Regions from separate parts of the Gossypium arboreum genome. Here region 1 is linked to region 2. Evidence: chromatin contacts called from public Hi-C data. All regions are on one chromosome and are shown on one strand. The core of a region is the stretch at or near the end of the contact, and the rest is flanking DNA. Distances in the headings are between cores, read along the strand shown. Region 1 has its middle 4.9 kb from the start of LOC108452781. Region 2 holds the start of LOC108450229 (cytoplasmic tRNA 2-thiolation protein 2).

Region 1 (6,404 bases), core at 148-2,647, 47 kb before region 2:
CCTTTATGTTATATTCCAGGAAAAGGCTAGCAGAATGATGGACAGGTCTGCCCAATTGCCAGGGAATCAATGCAACAGGTAATTAACTCCAAATCATGGATTCAACTACCCATAACTGTACTAATTCATTGGTCAAGCGGATAATAAATATGAAGACTCTGGGCAGCAGATAATGGACAAGGCACAGGAAGCTAAAAGAGGCAATGATGGATGCAAGTGGCATCAAAGATGAAGACTCCCTATATTTTCCTTTAGATCCTTACTTCTTATTTTAGTTATTGATTTCTTGTGTGTGTTTTGGACCATTTACTAAAATGCCAACAAAAGAAGAGATCATAAACAGCTCTCTTACAATGCAATTTGTCAAGTGTTAGCTCTTCCACTTTAATCTAATTCCTATATTTTGTACCCTTGTATACGCATGCATACTCTAAAATTCTAAAATGTAATGTCACATTTCGCCCTTTATTGCTTCATATGTTTTTATGAACATATGTAAATGTTATTACTGTAGCAATCTCTTGTAGCACCGACAAGAGAAAGTGAGGGGAAAGGGGATGGGACAACAACACTGTGGGTGATTTGATTTCTTCAGATTCTGTTTGGCATGATGCTTTCGTGTTTCAGTCTCCAGTGTAACTTTTCATCTTGTTTCGTCTTTCATCTTGGAAACAGGGTTATGTTATTACCTATTTATAGTGAGCTTTTCTTCATCACAAAACACAAGTTTCACTTTAACTTTCACTTTTGCAACAAAATTAGGTCTTTTTAATTTGCAAGATTTCTCTCAACATTAACAGTGGCAGAATTTTGTAGTTATGTTAGTGGTTGGATTTTCATTTTGGCTAATGGGACCAATAAAATTCATTGTGGAAATTGTGTGATGTTTTGGCTTTTTAAAAATGAACCAAATTTATTTATTATAGGTAATTTATGGTACCAACTAAAATTTACAGATTTATATCAATTCAGTTCATTGATTTTTTATTACTAATTTAGAGTTTTTCATTAAAATAATTTTTTTATATTATATAATTTAAAACAAATTAAAATTGAATAAAAATTAATCTCTGTTCATTTCAAATATTTTTAATTAGTACCTGCACAAATTAAGTAGAAATCAAACTAAAAATCAACCCAATACTATTTTTCAACCTAGAGAGATGATCTTCCAAAGTACCAGTTTTTTTTTTTTTTTTTTGAATAGAAAGTTTGGGGACCAGACAGCAACAAATTTTTGTTGCTACCTATGCATATGCTTTGAACTTGACTTGGGTTTCACATTATTGTTGTTAAATGGCAGAAAAAAATGCAGTGTTTTTGAAAAAAAAATACATTTCATATTTTGTAAAATTGCATGCCCAACAAAAGCCCTCATTCCATTACTTTTTTTTCCAACCAAAGTGAACATATAAAATTTCCTTTGTCCTAAAAAAAAAGAGAGAGGGAGAGAGTTTATTTTGAATCTCTGAGTATAAAATCGATTATAAATACTTGGAAAAATAGAAAAAAGAAAAACCGAGACGACATGTTGCAAAGAGCTTAGTTCTGGGAGTGACCAATCAGATAAAACTGAAGAGGACTTGTGAAGCGAGCAAAACGCAGTGAGTGTGACCCAACGTCACACATATATACATACTATATAAATAAGAATGTCATTTTTCTGGGGAAGGAAATGGTGAGGACCAAAAGACAAGTAAGGTTCTTACAGACATTACGACAAAGGTTGCCATTATGTTGAGATGATTAGTACCTATTTTCCTTATTCTACAATCACTGCCACCATCGACTAGCTATTAGCTAATAGGGGACCATCCCCTCTCACCCATTTTCATTAGGTCTCAGTGTTCCCATTTCAGATTACCCAAAACTACTTGTTTAGATAACCTTATCTGTTATTTACTAAAGACAATTTTATCATAATATGGTCATAATTATTCCAGTCTTCGGATTTGAAGATGATTGTTGGAAATAGGTGAATTACATTAAATGTCAATATTTTTTTAGGATAACACAAGGGATATCCAATCAACCCCAAATGAATTTTCATGTTTAAATTTTATAAAATAGAAACGTCACATTATATTAAATCTCTTATCAATTATTTAGTGTTATTTCAGCATTTTTTTCAATCTTATTAACACATATATTGATAATTTTTTTAACCTAAATCCTAGACCAAAGCCCTGAACCTTGAACTCTAAATCTTGGACTTTGGACCCTTGATAACCACGAAACCAACTAAAAATTTAGCTGAAGCAAGAGCACCTATCAATTAATAGTATAGCTATGATGAGCAAAGATATCGTTCCCACGAAAATTAAAAACACTAGTAATTATTATCTTTTTATTATTTAACTGATAAATTCGAGTGATTGATTAAAAACTAAAATCAACTAAATTAATTACTGACAAACGCGACAAAGAACTAATCAAGAAAATAAACGATTAACAACCAATAAGCAAAACAGTATCTAGGAAAGAATCCAACTAGATTTCATCTGTCATTATTAAGGATGTTCAATCGGTTAACCGACCCGAACTACGATTAGCCGAATTAACTGACCCTTTTAAACCTTTAACCGTTAACCAAATCGAAATTTTTTCAAAAAAAATTAACCGAACCGAACTTGATTGGTTAATTCGGTTTTATATTTTTATTTTTGATTAAGACAAGTATAAAAAAAATTAATCGACTTAACCTACTGATTAATTTATATTTCCAAAAAATTAACCGAACCAACCGAATACTTTTATATTATAATATTATTTATTAAATTCGATTAGTTCGGTTAATCAAACGATTTCGAACCGAATTAACCGTTAACCAAACTTCTAAAAAATTATTAACCGACCCATGAGCAAATCGGTTAACCGACTGATTAATCGAATCTGGTCGGTTAACCGAATTAATTCAGTTTTACCCGAAATTTGCCCTAGTTATTATCAATCTAAATTACGCAATGTCTACATTTAGTATCTTGATTTGTAGAAATCCCTAAATTATGCTAATATCTTTTTCAAAAATAAGAGCAACTGACTCTAGCGTGATTAATTGAAATTTCTTTCTAATTAAAAGCCCTATTATCACATTAACTCGACCTATGAATTCCTCTATTAGATCGACTCTAATATCTTAGATTTATGTCGTCCTATTTCTAGGATTGCATGCAACTCCACTCAATTATAGGTTCTATTCCTCCTCTGATTTAAACACATCAAACAAGGATCAATAATCTAGAAATATCAAACCAATAATTAAGCACATATTATTGAGAATAAGATCTAAGTATTTATTGCATAAAATAAAAATCAAAGGACATAATCCGTCATAGGGTTCATCTCCCTAAGTATTTAGAAAATTAGTTCATGTTTGAAAATAAAAAATCCTAAACACAGTGTAACCGAAAGAAATAAAGAAACTCATGATAATCTCCAGAGAAATCAACTAGGTGTCTTCAATCTTGACAGATATCTGCTTCAGAATTAGCTTCAATGGCCTTTTTTCGAGTTGTTTTCTTGAATATTCTATGGCATCTCCCTTCTATCTTCTTATTTTTGTCATATATACTCTTAGAATGCCCAAAAAACCTTAAAATCACGTTTTTCCGCTATTCAGAGTGCAAATTCATAAAATCGACACGATCTGCCACATGGTTGTATGGCAGCCCGTGTGAAAAGGTCAACCCATGGAGCTCTTGTAGCTTGTTCTGATTTTTAGGTTTTCTCTCATTTTGCTCCCAATTGCTCTCCTAAGTATAAAAACATGAATTTAAAGGATTAAGAGTATAAAATTCACAGTTAACATCAAATAATCACCCAAAAATACATTAAGAATGAGACTAAAACATGTTACTTTTAGCACCTATCAACCCTAGACCTTGGATCTTGAACCCAAGACCCTGAACTAGGTCTAAGGTCTGAGGTCTAGAATTTAGGGTTTAAGGTTTAGGGTCTAAAGTTCAAGGTTTAGGGGTAAGGGTTTAAGTTAAGAAAACGACCAAAACGATGTGCCAATGACATAAATAAAAATGTTGAAATAGCATTAAATAATTGGTAAGAGATACATGATAATGTGACGTCTTTGTTTTATACAATTATTTCCACCATATCACATTACCAGAATTAGAGATGCCATTACCTTGGTAAAAGATAAACTACAAAAATGTTACTAAATTATTGCTTTCGTCCTATTTTAGTCAATGAACTATAGTAAATTTTTTTTTAATTTAGTCACCTAACTTTTCGAAATCAAATACTTTAGTCACTCTCTCCGTTAGTTGTCGTTGCATAAGTGAAGAAAAGTTGGTGGGCTTTTTTTTATTTGTCTAATAACAAATTGAGTAATCCAATGTTTACACATTCTTTCAATTTGATCTTAAATATAAAATCATCAATAAATTTAGTCCTCAATGTTTACAAAATTTATCAATTTAGTTCTAATTCAATAAATTTTTAAATGGCAACTTTTTTAATTACTATAAATTTTTATATGACATTTATTATTATTAAGATTTATATTTGATGATTTATAAGTATATATCATTGATTAATTGGATGATGGCAAACTATGATTTGTTTAAAAAAATAGATGCTTTAATTTTTTATGATGGGTCATTATTTGATTAAATAAATAAAAAGATAAAAAGGAAAAGATGTCATCATTATAGGATTGTTTAGCCAACTTTGGTGTGAAAACAAAATCCTCCATTGAAAAGATAAATGAAAGGGCTAATCTTTATCTATAGTATTTCGAAAATTATATTTATTCAAAAATTTTGTCAAGTTTGAAGTTAAATTTATTATTTTTTTATAATTCGAACTAATATAATAAGTTTTATAAAATTAAGAATTAAATTTATTAAATATTTAATATTTAAAATCAAATTAGTAGAATGCATAAATATTAGAACACTAATTTACAATTAGGTTAATAAAACATTTATATTAACTTTTCATCATTTCTTTAACAGTAACGAGAGTGATCAAAATAAAATGAAGGCAAGAGTTTAATGACCAATTTGTACTTTACTTAAACCACTCAAATCTAACTTCTTATAAATTCAGAACAATTTCAACGTTTTTGAAATAATTAAATTTTTAATGAAAATTTTGTTACGCTTTTTACTAGAAACAATTTGAGATAAAAATTTGAAAAATAAAATGTACTCAATTTAAAGTTATGCCAAAATCATCCTTTATTTTGAAAAGAAATCCTCCTTTCACATCTCATGTTTATTTTTAAAATTGTTGCTCTTTTTGGAATTTTTTTGAATTGATCCATATAGTCTTTAATATTTATTATAATATTGAATTTGACATTTTATTTTATTTTTATTTTTATAATATTTATCATATTTATAAATAAAAATTTTAATTTTATTAAAATATTTGATTAAAAATTTACTTGATAAGAAAATTCATCATACTTATAATAAATAAATTTAGAATTTATATTGTATTTAGATTATTATGTCTCCATTAATAAAATAGGAAAACTTTTATATTACTTTATTTTTAAATAGCAAATTCTAATTATTTATTTAATCTATTATATTATTTATAATAATTAATTAATGTTTTATATAATAATAAATAAACTGATGCTTTAATGATGAATAGAAAATTTTATTAGCATCATATTTTAATTATCAATATAGTTTATATACTTAAATTATATTTATTATTTATTATTTTAAATAAGATATCTTTGCATTAGTTACATCAAGAAAAAAAATTGCATTGTAAATGGTAAAAATGTTTTAATTATGATTTTTACACTAATTACAATAATTTAAAATTTTAAATGCTTAAAGTCCCATGCAACGGGTGTAATATTAGGAACAAATCTATAATAAATGTAAAAGTAAGAGTTTGGAAAAACTTTTAAACCGACAAGAATATTCTTTATTGTTAATTATATTACTAAATTGAAATTAGAATAATAATTTATCAGTATTATCATGTGATAATAATAAAAGTAATACTAATTAAGTATTAATTAATATGATAGTATATTGTTATGAAATTAATTAACTTGATCATATTTTTAAAATTTCTACTTAAAAGTTACATAATATATTATTAATTAATAAAATTATAAATCTATAAAATCATTTAATATAATTGGATAAATTAAAATAATAAAAATAAAAATATAATTTTATAATAAAAGGTTAAATTGGAAAAAAAGTCAAGAGCGCTTAGAAACAGTGACTGTTGTGGCTAGGGTGTAAAAGGGTAGTGACTTTTTCAGGAATGGGGAGGGACGAGATCTCTCTTTTGGAAGAGTAGTTGGTGAAATTGTCAATTAAAAGTTCGCTTGTTGTTTCGAGTGATAGCCCAACGTTGTTATGTTCTGTTTGGACGAGTCAGTTTTACAATGTATATAGTTTTAGAGCACA
Region 2 (6,572 bases), core at 3,391-5,890:
CAAGTGTTCAGATAGCTCCATATGAGGCACTTTATGGGCGGAGATGTCGTATGCCTACGTGTTGAACAGAGTTGGGTGAACGACAGGTGCTTGGACCGGAGTTGGTGGCAGATACTGAAAGTAAGGTTAAGTTGATAAGAGATCGATTAAAGGAGGCATCTGATAGACAAAAGTCGTATACGGATCTAAAGCGCAAAGAGATAGAGTTCACGGTTGGGGATATGGTTTTCTTAAAGGTTTCACCTTGGAAGAAGGTCTTGAGATTCGACAAGAAAGGCAAATTGAGTCTGCGGTTTATAGGGCCTTATCGGGTTCTTAAGCGGGTAGGGCCAGTAGCGTATCAGTTAGAGTTACCACCAGAGTTAGACAGAATCCATGACGTCTTTCATGTGTCTATGTTAAGACGATATCGATCGGATCCCTCACATGTTGTGCCAGTGGAGGAGATTGAAGTAAGGACTGATTTGACCTTTGAGGAAAAACCCATACAAATTTTAGATCGAGAGGTTAAAGTTCTAAGAAGGAAGTTGGTTCCGTTGGTAAAAGTACTGTGGCGTAATCATGGAAGGGAATAAGCTACTTGGGAATCAGAAGAGACTATACGTCAACAATACCCTCAACTATTTGGATCAAGTAAATTTTGAGGCCGAAATTTCTTTAAGGGGTGTAGAGTTGTAACGCCCCAATTTTCGGGAATTCTGTGAATGTTGGCATAGGTTTAATTATGTTAGTGGGCCTCTAGAAGGCCCAAGCTTAAGATAGAACCCGGCAATTTTAGTTAATTTTTGTTCTATAAGAAAAATGGGGTGAAATTATGAAATAGAGCCTATGTGAAAATGTTTGAAAATGCTATAGGCTAAATTGAAGTGGCCAAATAAATAGGAGTGCAAAATAAGAGGATTTGCATGACAAACCTTCCATTTTACATGAAGTGGCCAGCCATCATGTTGTTGTAGACAATATGAGCACTTGATATCCATAATTCATGGTACAAATTCATAATGGGTTAGGTAAATGTTCCATGATAATGGATTAGGTAAATATTCCATGATAATAGGTTAGGTAAATGTTCCATGATAATGGTTTACGTAAATGTTCCATGATGGGCATTTCATGTCTTTTGTATTAAAGAATTAAATGGATGAAATATGAAATTTTATTAAAAGAAAAAGGGGTGAAAAGAACAAAGTTTTGTCTATCTTTGTTCATCATAGCCGAAAGTTAGAGAAGAGAAAGGAGAGGAGAAAGCTCTTGAATGTTTGGTCACTTGGGGAAGAAAATTGAAGGTAAATTCATGGTAGTTTGCTTCTATCTTGATGTTCATGAGTTCTTCTTGATTCTACCTTAGCTCTTGAAGCATATTTTGGTTTTTGGTTGTGTTGTGAGCATTTGGTCATGAATTAAAATGAAGGAAATGGTTATTGTTTCATGTTCTTTTGATGAAAAATGGAAGATAGGTGAAGTTGAGCTAAACAAATGAACATGCATGTGCCTCAGATGCTAAAGGGAAAAATTGGCTAACATGTTGTGCTTTAAAATGATGAAATGGAGATTATACTTAAGTAAAATCATAGATATGTGATGATTTATTGGTGATATACATGTTTAAATAACATGCATGCAAGTTATGTGTGAAAGAGTGAATTTGGTAATAAATCTACTTGGGACAGCAGCAGTAACGTGACTTTGGAAAATCACCATAAATTGTGGGAGATGAATTAGAAGCTGAATAAATTATGTAATTAAAGCTTGTTGAGTCTAGTTTCAAATGAAATAAACGAGAATATATTTTGAATTCTGTACAATAAGAAATCTGATTCGTAATTAAGAGTGGTCAGATTAGTCAAACAGTGAAACATGCGAAACTTTGAGAAAAATCTGGTATTGATTGGCCAAACCAAAAATTCTGAAAATTTTATGGATATAATATATATGAGTCTATTTTCAGGTAAAATTAACAGCACTTGATTTGGAGTTTCGTAGCTCTAGTTATAAATGATTTAGTGACTTTTGTTCAGGAAGACAGCTTGCAGTGAGATTATAATTATGTGGTAAACATTGACAAAAATTTGTTAATGAGTTGCTTATTGATTTCTTATAAGCTTACTATGATCTTTAGGTGTGGTTGGTCGAATATTGTAAGGGGTTAATACGTAGTTCGTATTTGAATAGTTAGATTAATGTGTTAGTAATCCAATTGTAGGCAGTTCGTGTGTGGATCTCATCAGCATATCGTCGCAAACAGGTGTGTAACTAACACCGTCTTTCTTAGTCTGGATCGGCAAAAGTCAAAAAGCCGAAATGCCGAAAACCGGTATTTTGTAGATTTGTGAGTGTGCGAATGCTCGTGAGGTAAATCGATTAATGTTTTTGGTAAGCTGCAAAATTTGGACTGCAAATTGCATGATTTCTGTGCCCTCGATATTTTTGGGCTTAATGACCAAAATTGGAATGATGGGCCAATGGGCCCAATTCGGTAAGAACCCTTGGTACGTGATTTTGTTAGTACGTGAAAAGTAGGAATATGCATGAAAAACCCTAAAATAGATAAATTACTGAAATACCTTTAAAAGTGGAAAATTTACAGTTTTACCCCTAGTAGATAAATTACCGAAATACCCCTAGGGTTAAATTGACCTAAATGCATGTTCTTGTTGCCATCTTGAGCAACCGCAAGGAGTAGGATATGAGTATATTTTCCATATAGCCAGGTCCTATCTATTTGCACAAACGGCTTGCAGTAGGGAAATGCCCACATACATCGATCAAACGTCTAGAACAACTGATGGAAATTTTTTTTCCCGGTTGTAGTTAGTCATCCGGGCTGTAATAAAGTCGTGTTTGTAACTTAATGACAGTCCCCAGTACGTACTCTTGCATAGCGGCTATCCATCCCTGTAACTCATTATACGACACATCAAAATTCCCATACAATTGCTCTATTGCCATCTGTTTAGCTATCCACGCCTTTCGATATGATACTTGATACTGAAATCATACCTGCATTTTGGCAATCAGTACTGAAACTTTAATGGTTGGCATGTCATTCACCTTTGGCATAATACATGTACAGATAATTTTGGAATCAAGTTTTCGATGATCTTCTGTCATATGTATTGATGTGCATGTGTGAGGCCCAACAAATTTGCGTATCTTCTACATCTGTGAATTTTGAACAAATGCAGCTCGAACCTGCCAATCGTAGCCTTGCACCGACTTCCAACACTCCCCAATATATAATGTCGGTTTAGACACTGCAACTTTGTAATCCACTGATATATTCATGCTATACCGCTTAATAGATTCCAATAGGTTCTTGGAACCGATGTCTTCCAAAGTTTCTCTAAAATGATTTGGTGCTTCCGTTCTATTAATATCCTTCTAAGGGTTAAGTATTGCACTTTATTCTTTCTAATCAGTTCATGACCCTTCCACAACACTTTTTGTATCTTTTGATTTACGGTAATAAGGTGTTGAATAATGTCTTCTTCTAGTTTCATTTTGTGCTATTGCACTTCTCTTATCATCTTATCAACTTTTTCCCTTTGTGCTAAAGTTAATTATCTCATCAGGCAATACCAAATATGTTTCCATTTTTAACAATATGTATAATGTAAATATTTTCATTGTTATCACTAATTAACAATATGTATAATAGTTTTACTAACATAAAAACTTTCAAATATATTAAAAAATTTAAAACATAACATTCACAATAAACACATAATTAATCTAAATACAAAATTTACCAAAAATCACAATAAACAAAATAACTTTTAAAACAAAACATAAAAAAACACTAAACAAACTATATAGTACTAATAAAATAATTTTTTCTTATTGTAATCTATTCTATTTAAAAATAACAAAAAGAAGATACATTTTCTTTCTTCTCTTCTCCTCTCTTATTATGTATTTTTTTACCGGAAAAATTATTTTTCTTTCTTTCTTCACTTCTCCCTCTCTTATTTTGTAATTTTTTTTAGTGGTGTGTGCCTCTATTTAACATTGATGGCTTAAATAGAGGGTTTGGGGGAGTAGGTGTCGCCTGTGCCACGTCAGCAACTGGTGCCGCCTCTGACAGAGGCTTCACCAGTGCTGCCTCTGGCACATCCTACTCTCTTTTTTAAATTAATATTTTTTTTAACTGGTGTCAGAAAAGTAAGGTGATCACACCTCTGTTAGAGGCGGTACCACCCTACATGTACCATTTTAATATATAATTTTATGTTTGTATTATTTTGATGTTTTTTTTTTATTAAATTAGTAAAAACCCCTTATGATTGTGGTGATGAGTTAAGTAACTTTTTATTTATGCAATTGTAAGATGGTAACATTTTGTATGTAAACTATAATTGGAAGATTATGACATAGAAGCATGTTATACCCATGTTGTAAATTTTTTTGTATTTGCACCTATAAGTTTAGATGATGGCTGGTTTTAATTCAATAATTGTAAATCATTGTATGAAACTAATATGTTGTATTGATTATTAATATAAAGTATCAGGTTTTATTCTATTTTTGATTTCGAATGTGAATTGTTGATGCAATAAATTTCTGAGGTTGGTAGCGTGGAATCAATTTGCAAGTGTTGCTTTGTGATTACTAGTATTTTTCCTACATTATAAAAAGTGCAATAAACTCATTTTAAAAATGACGTTAGTCCCATGACTCAAACGACAACATTTGAATAGTTTAGTAATTTAAGTTGTAATTTTTTGAAATTAAGGAGCAAAGTGTAAATTAATTAACTAGAACTTTTCTTTTACGAAATAAGGGCATTGGGTAATTTGAGGCAACTAAGCTATAGCCCGTAGTGTTTCTAGTCATAAACCCTAGGACGAGGATACAGAGCAACAAGGTGACTGATGGCGTGCAATTCGTCAACCTGCAATTCTTCCGGTTGCTATAAAGGGTACGAGGAGGAAGAACAGCCTAAACCAAATACAAAAGCAGCGGTAAATGGGGGCAACAGTTGCCAAAACCTCTGCGTGAAGTGCAAGGTCAACGAACCCGTGTGCTGCGGTATCGGTGGGGAAAATTCCAGATTTTGTAAGGATTGCTTTAAAAACAATCTCTATGGAAAGTTCAAGCAAGCTGTTACTTATAACGCCATGATTACTCCTCCTGATAAAGTTCTCGTTGCTTTCTCTGGTGGAACTTCCTCCAGGTTTCTCTTTCACTCTCTCTCTCTTAATTTGAAGGATTTGGGTAATTTTGCTCAGAATGTTTATTTATGTTTGTGGTTTTAGGGTAGTTTTACAATTTGTGCATGAGATGCAATATAAAGCGCAGAAGAATTATGATGCTAATAAAGACAAGTCATTACCGGTTTTTGGTGTCGGAGTCGCGTTTATTGATGAAAGTTCCACTCATTCATTTACTTCTCTACACATTGAGAAGGCAATTGAGGATATAAGATTAATTGTGTCAAATCTAGCCCCACCGTCGAAAGAGTTGTTTGTTGTTCCAATTGAGAGTATTTTCTCTTCAGATGGCATTGATGGTAAGGAGAGATTGAAGGAGTTATTAGATGCTGTTAGTGATGTTACTGGGAAAGAAGATCTTCTAATTCGTTTACGGATCTTGTTGTTGCAAAAGGTTTAATACTAAATTTTACCTTTGAGCTGTGAATGTGTGGAAAAAGATATGGAAAATTGACTACTGTTTCTGTCGTAGATTGCTTCTGAAAATGGGTACACTAGAATCGTGCTAGGAACATGTACGTCAAGGATTGCTTGCCACGTCATTTCTGCCACAGTGAAGGTGTGTGTGTCTTTGTTTGGAAAAAGCTATTTCTATTTTCTATGGTGAATGCATCAAACTTATTTTATCAGTATAGTAAAGCTTAGATGGTCTTTAGCTCAAGTTGTGAAGGGGTTATCTGAAGGAGCTTTGAGGTTGATTTGAGGTCCTATGTTACTCGGGCTTAGGTGTGAGTGTTGGATACGGGTTTATGATCAAATTTGTCTAAGTTCATGTCCCCGTATCCATGTGTTAGACACAAGGATTGAATATGACACAAGGATTGAATATGAGGCGGAGCAGTATAGTTGTGGTCAATATCTTAGAAGGGTAACATGCTATCTAGAATTTGGAGGGGCAAATTGCTAGGCAAACTGGTAGATTAGAGGAGTTGCTGTAAATTGGTTCAAAGACTAGCATGATAAGTGCAGTTGTAAAAAATTTTGATCACATTCTGGGAATTTGAGGCTTTTTTGATTTTCTACCTTTGTCATTGATTCTGATTGCTATTTTTTTGAAGTTTATGCAAAAAACATGCATGAAATAAAAGTTGTTGTGCTCAGTACTGCAAACAAAAATATAAGTTGGAGAGGTGTAAATGATTATTTTTGACTTCTTATTAAACTAATTTTATATTATCCGGTTAGTAACAAAATATATCATAAGTTCAGCTCTTGGGGTGAAATAGGCATGCCAGGGATCACTAGTCCCATGATCCTCCACCCTCCTGCACTGCTAACCTAGATATTTATTCACAATTCATTGCTCTTTGAGTTCTCATTATGATTCACCACCTATCTAATTTGATCACTTTGCTCTTTTCA

What was found. A called contact is a pair of places that touch in the nucleus more often than the background predicts.
Region 1: a contact with region 2 is called in a Hi-C map of leaf, with 2.7 times the contacts expected there. The contact joins the enhancer-like site here to the promoter of LOC108450229 in region 2. A contact is called at or near these places in 2 of 5 Hi-C or Micro-C datasets (both in leaf).

The regions. Positions count from the first base shown.
Region 1 is chr11:23,446,699-23,453,102 of ASM2569848v2, reverse strand. No RefSeq gene overlaps it. Among protein-coding and RNA genes, the nearest start is that of LOC108452781, 4.9 kb to the left of the region's middle. Within about 2 kb of position 1,397, at least 2 of the 2 cell types and tissues checked have an H3K27ac peak or open chromatin away from gene starts, as enhancers often do. A contact at or near this core is called in leaf, where this site is marked.
Region 2 is chr11:23,402,705-23,409,276 of ASM2569848v2, reverse strand. It overlaps LOC108450229 (cytoplasmic tRNA 2-thiolation protein 2), which reads left to right and starts at 4,640. Exons shown (of 7, transcript XM_017747758.2): 1 at 4,640-5,173; 2 at 5,256-5,604; 3 at 5,683-5,769. The coding sequence starts at 4,872.